Linked DNA regions of Mus musculus: region 1 is linked to region 2. A link is a contact called in public promoter capture Hi-C data. All regions are on one chromosome and are shown on one strand. The core of a region is the stretch at or near the end of the contact, and the rest is flanking DNA. Distances in the headings are between cores, read along the strand shown.

What was found. Promoter capture Hi-C pulls out the DNA fragments that hold promoters and counts their contacts.
Region 1: a contact with region 2 is called in a promoter capture Hi-C map of hippocampal neurons, with 7 times the contacts expected there. The contact joins the enhancer-like site here to the promoter of Slco2b1 in region 2. A contact is called at or near these places in 21 of 39 promoter capture datasets (the 3T3-L1 cell line, 3T3-L1-derived adipocytes, the C10 cell line and 15 more), 20 of 484 Hi-C or Micro-C datasets (the CH12 cell line, the HL-1 cell line, the N1E-115 cell line and 16 more), 1 of 115 datasets of contacts at active chromatin or transcription factors (microglia) and 4 of 9 other capture datasets (adipose tissue, embryonic stem cells, liver and 1 more).

Annotation. Positions count from the first base shown.
Region 1 is chr7:99,876,661-99,879,818 of GRCm38.p6, forward strand. It overlaps Xrra1 (X-ray radiation resistance associated 1), which reads left to right. Exons shown (of 19, transcript NM_001164258.1): 7 at 2,710-2,807. The region is part of intron 4 of Gm38405 (a long non-coding RNA gene); the gene reads right to left. Among named protein-coding and RNA genes, the nearest start is that of Xrra1, 19 kb to the left of the region's middle. Within about 2 kb of position 1,816, at least 8 of the 459 cell types and tissues checked have an H3K27ac peak or open chromatin away from gene starts, as enhancers often do. A contact at or near this core is called in cortical neurons and hippocampal neurons, where this site is marked.
Region 2 is chr7:99,705,274-99,708,274 of GRCm38.p6, forward strand. Slco2b1 (solute carrier organic anion transporter family, member 2b1) reads right to left here and starts at 1,569. Exons shown (of 14, transcript NM_001252530.1): 1 at 1,238-1,569. The coding sequence starts at 1,253. Gm34280 (a long non-coding RNA gene) reads left to right here. Exons shown (of 5, transcript XR_003946841.1): 4 at 344-465.

The DNA of each region.
Region 1 (3,158 bases), core at 566-3,065, 170 kb after region 2:
AAGCAGGGTACATATAAGTACTGGTACAGGGAAATCAGGAGACACCAGGTGTGCATCCCAGAGGGACTTTAACCCAGTCCAGTGAGTCAGGAAACCTAGGAAAGAGTGCCTGAGACTGGATCAAAAGATAAATACACTGGGCCAGCAAGATGGTCGAGTGGCTGCAAGCACCTGCTGCCAAGCTTGGTGACTTGAATTTGATCCCTGAGACTCACATGATAGAAGAAGGGAACCATCTCCTGAAAAACTGTCCTCTGACACCTGCATGTGCGCGTGCGCGCGCGCGCACACACACACACACACACACACAAGAAATTGACTCAGGAATCGGTGCTTTGGATTGAAGGGCAGCTGTGGAATGATACTGCCTTGTTGGGAAGATTGTATACAAGGCATACATGGGGAGAAAAACTGAGGCTAGATGCACTGGCAAGGGCTTGATTATCAAGGGCTTTGAGAGTTGAGCTTAGTCCTCTAGACAGAAGAGGCGTGGAAGGCTTTTAACCAGGGAATCTCAGAGAGGAGGGGTTTTCCATGGGAGGGGAATGAAGCTTGAGATGGGGAGTGAAGGGGATTGAGAGAGTGATCTGGGAAGAGATGGGAATCACAGGGGCAGGGATGAGGCTGGGGATACCCAGAGACAGTTCTAGAAGGGGTGTGTCAATGAGTTTGTTTCAATGAGTTGGAGGATAGCGTCCATCAAAGCATCTAATAAGATCCTTGCCTTAGAAGAAAGTGTATTCTGCTAGGAATGCCTTGGTATAAACAGGCCAAAAGGCCTGATAAATGCCCAGCTTCATTAAGGACAAAAACATGGGGGTCACTCACAGCCACCTATAACACCAGTACACAGTTTTATGTCCATCAAATATTGGCAAGTATGAAAGATGCTAACCACAGCCAGCCCTGCGTAGTCAAGGGAGACTCTCGGTGAAAGTCAAATATAAGAAAGTTGTGTGAGTCCTTAAAGGAAATTTGGCAATGTCTCTTAAAATTTAAGATGAGGCTGGAGATCTGGCTCAGCTGTTAAGAGTATTTGCTGCTCTTGCAGAGGACCTGGGTTCAATTTCTAGCACCCATGGGGGCCACTCACAGCCACCTGTAACTCCAGTTCCAGAGGATCCAGTGACCTCTTCTCACTTTCATTGGCTTCTGCACATACTTACTGCACACAGTGTCACACAGGAACATATACATATAATAAATAAGTAAATAAATAAATCTTTTAAAAGTTGAGATAGTCACTGCCTTTAGTAGTTCTGTTTCTAGGAATATATTCCACAGAAAGAGACTTACCCAAGGGAATTCCCCCAGTCAGTGTCTTATTTGACCTTACTGAGCCTCCTGACTCTCAAGCTCTTGTAGGCTACATAGTACACCAGGTTCACTTAGAAGCTTCTAAGTGATTCTACATTGTGTTCCTGTAGGATTTCAGGAGTCCTACAGTGGAGTTCCCATGGTTGACTCTCTTGCAGGGTTGTCCACTAGCCAAGAGTCACCCTGGGTGCTGGACAGAAACTCTCATTGGGTAAATGCAGGGATCACCCTTGTTTGGAAATCTCATCAACACAGGAACCAATGTGCCATTCCATAGGTCTATATTACAGAATACCCATGAAGGACATGTCTGATTCTAGGAGTCACCACTTAAAGAGAAGCACCCCCTTCGGGCATTTATAATTTATACCTTCTCCTGGTCCAGACATAATTTTCCACTCTGCAGTCATTTTTACCACAAGCAATAGTTGCCTAGTAACACAGTTACCATAGCATGTGCTTTAGGTTACCAGGGAAACAGGCCTAGAAAGTGAATCTAAGATCCAGTTGTCATGCAAGAAGGAGTCCTTGATTACCTCCCTCCCACATAGGTTACACACTACCAACAGGAAAAGCGAGTGCATGTCTATACTAGAAAGATAACTAAGATGCTGGACAAGTTTAACCTGGAATAATCTTCACATCAAACTGTGAAAGGAGAAAAGCCACTGTACAGCATGTATTCTGTTTTTATAAGAAGAAAACTGTATTTCAATACATACATGAGAAAAATATTAGGTATATACATAAAATTTTGAACAGTTGACACTAAATGTTGGGATTAAAGGAACATTTTTCCCCGTGATGTTTGACTATTTGGGGTAAGCATGTTAGCATCTCTAATCAGAGGTTATCTAGGAGTGTGGCTCAGTGGTAGAGAGTTTGCCTAGCATGCACAAGACCCTTAGGTTGGCCCCTGGATTGGGAAGAGAAAATAATATATATCAGTTTTAAATGGACAGGCCTTCCATTTGAACAGACTTAACATTCGAGCCTTAGTTTTCCCAGTTACCAGCCACCTTATTTCAAATAAGTCACTTAGCCTTCCAGAGATGTCATTTCCTCAGTGATAGGATGAATGGATTCTTGTTAGTGAAGTAGCTAGAGGTTTAAATTTTTCTTGGAATCCCCTAGAGATGAAGTAACAGGCAGTTGGAAGCCACCCAGGGTGGACGCTGGGAACTGAACTATACTCTGCAAGAGCAGGGAATTCTCTTAACCTCCAAACCATCTCTCCAACCTTATGGTTAGAGATCTGAGGTCTGCAACATAAAGCATCGCCCACAGCTGGAAGCTCAGTGAATGATCATTAGCATCTTCCTCTGTAAGCCTTTCCAAGCTCAAGATCCTCTCTTATTCTCTTTCTCTCCCCCCCCCCCCGTTTCCATGTAGATGTCTTTCACACATTTCCAGTTCTAAAGGAACTGGAGCTTGCGTTCAATGGCATCAAGATGGTCTACGTGAAATATGGAGACTTCAAGACATTGGAAGTAAGTTGGAGGTAGGAAGTTTTTGATCCTACCTGTTCCCCTGTAAGAATGAGTATAGGCATCTCGACAGATTATGACTTTGGACAAAGGTTCTCTGGGCCTTCACTGCTAGGCTCTTGCTTCTTGCTTCTGGCCTCTGGAGAAGATGGTGGTGATGGTGGTGGTGGTGATGATGATGATGACAATGATAATGATGATGAGGAGGAGGATGGTGGTGGTGATGGTGGTGAAGGTAATAGTGTTAGTGGTACTGATGGCAGACAGGTAATTATGGCCAAGGTGTATGACCCTGGAATGTAAGTGCCAAGGGTCATTCATATTCAGAGGAATCTATAGAAAAGTGAGTTTAAA
Region 2 (3,001 bases), core at 319-2,818:
GAGAGAGGCATGTCAGAGCTGAACCTGAACTACAAGCAAATCCTTTGGCACCAAACCCAAAATAAAGCCCAACCCTTCCCTCAACCTGACCGCATCTTCCTCTCTCCAATAAAGCCTCCTTAGAGCAAATACCCATCCCCACCCTTCCTGGTGTCCCAGGGTCCCCAAACTGTGTCTGTTACACTGCTGAGTCTGTTTGGCCTGGAGGCAAGCCTGGCCTTGCTTGGGTGGGTGTGAAGCCATCACTGCAGCAGACAGGCAGTGGCAGGGAGGCCAAGGGTTACTGTAGGGCATCCAGCCCGGACTCCCTGTGTAAAGACCTTCTGTTCCACCATTGTCACAGGTGGGTCTGTCACTCTGACCTGGCCACTCTGTGCTTTCCTCTCACCACTCCACACTTGGCCTCAGGAAGTTTCCAGACACTTCCCCTCTAGCCTCCTCAGACCCCACCATTACCCACTCCAGGTAAGTGTCAGCAGGCCTCTCAGAGTGCCCTCTCTGTGTGGATCCTGTGGATTGTGTCTGAAATCTGTCTGTCAGTCCCTTTGAGCATTTGTCCCTGTGGGTTGGTGGTTTTCTGTCTTTCTGGCTCACACTGACACTCCCCTCTCACCCTCCAGGTCCTTGCTGTGACTTTCCTTCAGAGCCATGTTGTGTCTGTTCCTCTGTCCTGCTCCTAGTCTGCCCCTCTGTCCTGCTGACACCTGTTGGTTCCTGTGTCTGTTTGCACATTCTCTCTGTCTCTCTGTCTCTTTCTCTCTCTCTCTGTCTCTCTGTCTCTGTCTCTGTCTCTGTCTCTGTCTCTCTCTCTCTCTCTCTCTCTCTCTCTCTGTGTGTGTCTCTCTCTGCTTCTTCTCTGTGGTCCTCTACTTTGTCCATCCATCTCTACGTTGCCTCCCTCACACCGGTGTGGGGGTGATGAGTGTTGGGGATTAGCTTAATGAGGCTGGGTAGGCTGGCCTTTCTAAGGTCTTGGGTCTCTAGCTCAGCAGAGTGGCTTGGCTTGGCTCCCTGTCTCCAGCCCAGTAAACTGGCTTCCCTTCCTGCCCCTCTCATTCACTCATATACCCTCTCTGAGGTCCACAGACCAGGGGAGAGGGGCTTGTTCTGTGCAGAACTAAGCCTCTGTCTCCTCAGCACACCACAGAGGCACTATATATAGTCTCCCCCCTTTCCTGTGGCTGGAGAAGCCTCCAGGCTCCCTCCCAATTCCTTCCGTTCCGTCCCCCAGACTTACCTATTCTGGGCCCCATGGCTGGGGAAATGCAGAGAATTGTGGCCCCCAGTCCAACCTGGAGCTTAGCAGAGAGGAAGTGAGCCTGCCAGTGGACAACGGGAGACAGCTCCTGAGAGAGCAGCAGGGACCATCAAGGTAGGACTGTCCCTCACTAGGCTATATTTATTTGGCCACACTAGACAGCAGCTGCCTCCAGGTCAGGTGTGGTAGAAGCCCTGCTCAAACTGACCCCTCCCTGAGAGCTCTTCTGGGAACTTGCTCCTTTATCTAGCTTTAGACCCCCCAACCCTTGCAGTGTCTGTTTCTTTGGTTCCATGAATTCCTCTGATCTCTGGTTGGGACAGCCCAGGACCAGGAGTTGCAAAGGAGGCGGGTTTGTTTAGGTCCAGCCCCCATGCAGTGAGGAGGCTGGTCCCTCCCTGAGGCTTATGGTTATTTCCTGTGGGAGCAGCAGAGGCCAGAGTGAGAAGCTGTTTATGGCTCTTAAGTTCAGGACCATTCTAGAGACAAACATTCCAGAATGTTCAGTCTCTTTGCTGCAATCCTAGTCACCGCCTGAGCTGCTTTTCCTGTGGGGCTGCTGTCTTCCCAACCCTCTATGAGCTCTGAAGCAAGCCTTTGCTTCCCTCTGAGCCTCTGCCCTGTCTCCCTCATCTCTCACTAATATCTGCCCTTGCCATCTGCGCCACCTAGATGAAAGGGGAAGGAAGGGAGGGGGAAAGGAAGCAAGACAAAACAGTAAACGTGAAATTCTTAAGAGATGTCTGGACAAAGGTCTTCTAGATGGCTGGAAGAATGATCCCATCCCAGTGCTGGCCCTAGCCAAGGGACAGGCATCACAGGAGTTCTTGTGGTGTGAAGAGTGCGACAATAAATAGAGAAGCCAAGCCTGGAGGCCAGAGGCTGAACTGGAGGGAGGGGCAAGAGGCAGGGCCTTCACTGGGCTGGGGAGGCTCCCTAGGGCCCATTCATCCAACAGCCTTGGATTCCTCCATTTCACAGTCTGAGTCACATGCCACAGAGCACCCCACTTGCTGGGAAAACATGTCTTGCTGCTCCCCACCCCCACCCATCATGCTAGAACCAGGCATGCCCTTCAACCCAGGCTCTCTTCTCAGGGAAGAGTTGGCCCCAATTTGATACAGAAATGAGCACAACTCCATCTCCAAAAGGAGACCTGTGCATAGAGTGGGGATGTGAGTTGAGAGTCTAGCTTCCTCGGAATGATAGAGAGCTTCCTTTAGCCCACTTGGCCATAGAAAGCTGGGACATCTGAGATACAGATCTGGCTGGAGCTTAGGCACTCAGCCAGATGCCCAACGCTTTCTGAGTGAAGGTGTCATTGAAGGACCAGCAATATGAGCACGTGACCGTGGATGAAGGCCAGCAATTGTGACGGACTGACAGAAAGAAGACTCTGTCCTAATTGGGAAGCCAGAGTAGATCTGGGCTCTCACCCTTCAGTCCAAAGTCAGCAGCGAGTTTTCCTAGAGACTGGAAGACAGAGAACCTTCAAGATATCAAATCACTGGTACAGAGCTGCAAGAAGGAGGGTCCCTTAGAAACTCTCTTATCACTGACTTAGCCTCAGGAACTGAGGCTTTTTGTATGAAACCAGAATATTCATGGACTCAGATGTGCTTAGGTGGAACAAAGGTCAGCCTATGAAACTTGAGCTAACAGGTCCTCAGACAGTTCCTGAACTAGTAGTTGAGTTGGGTCCCATCCACAGGAGCCCTAAGCTCTGTGCTTGCTGCCTTGCTC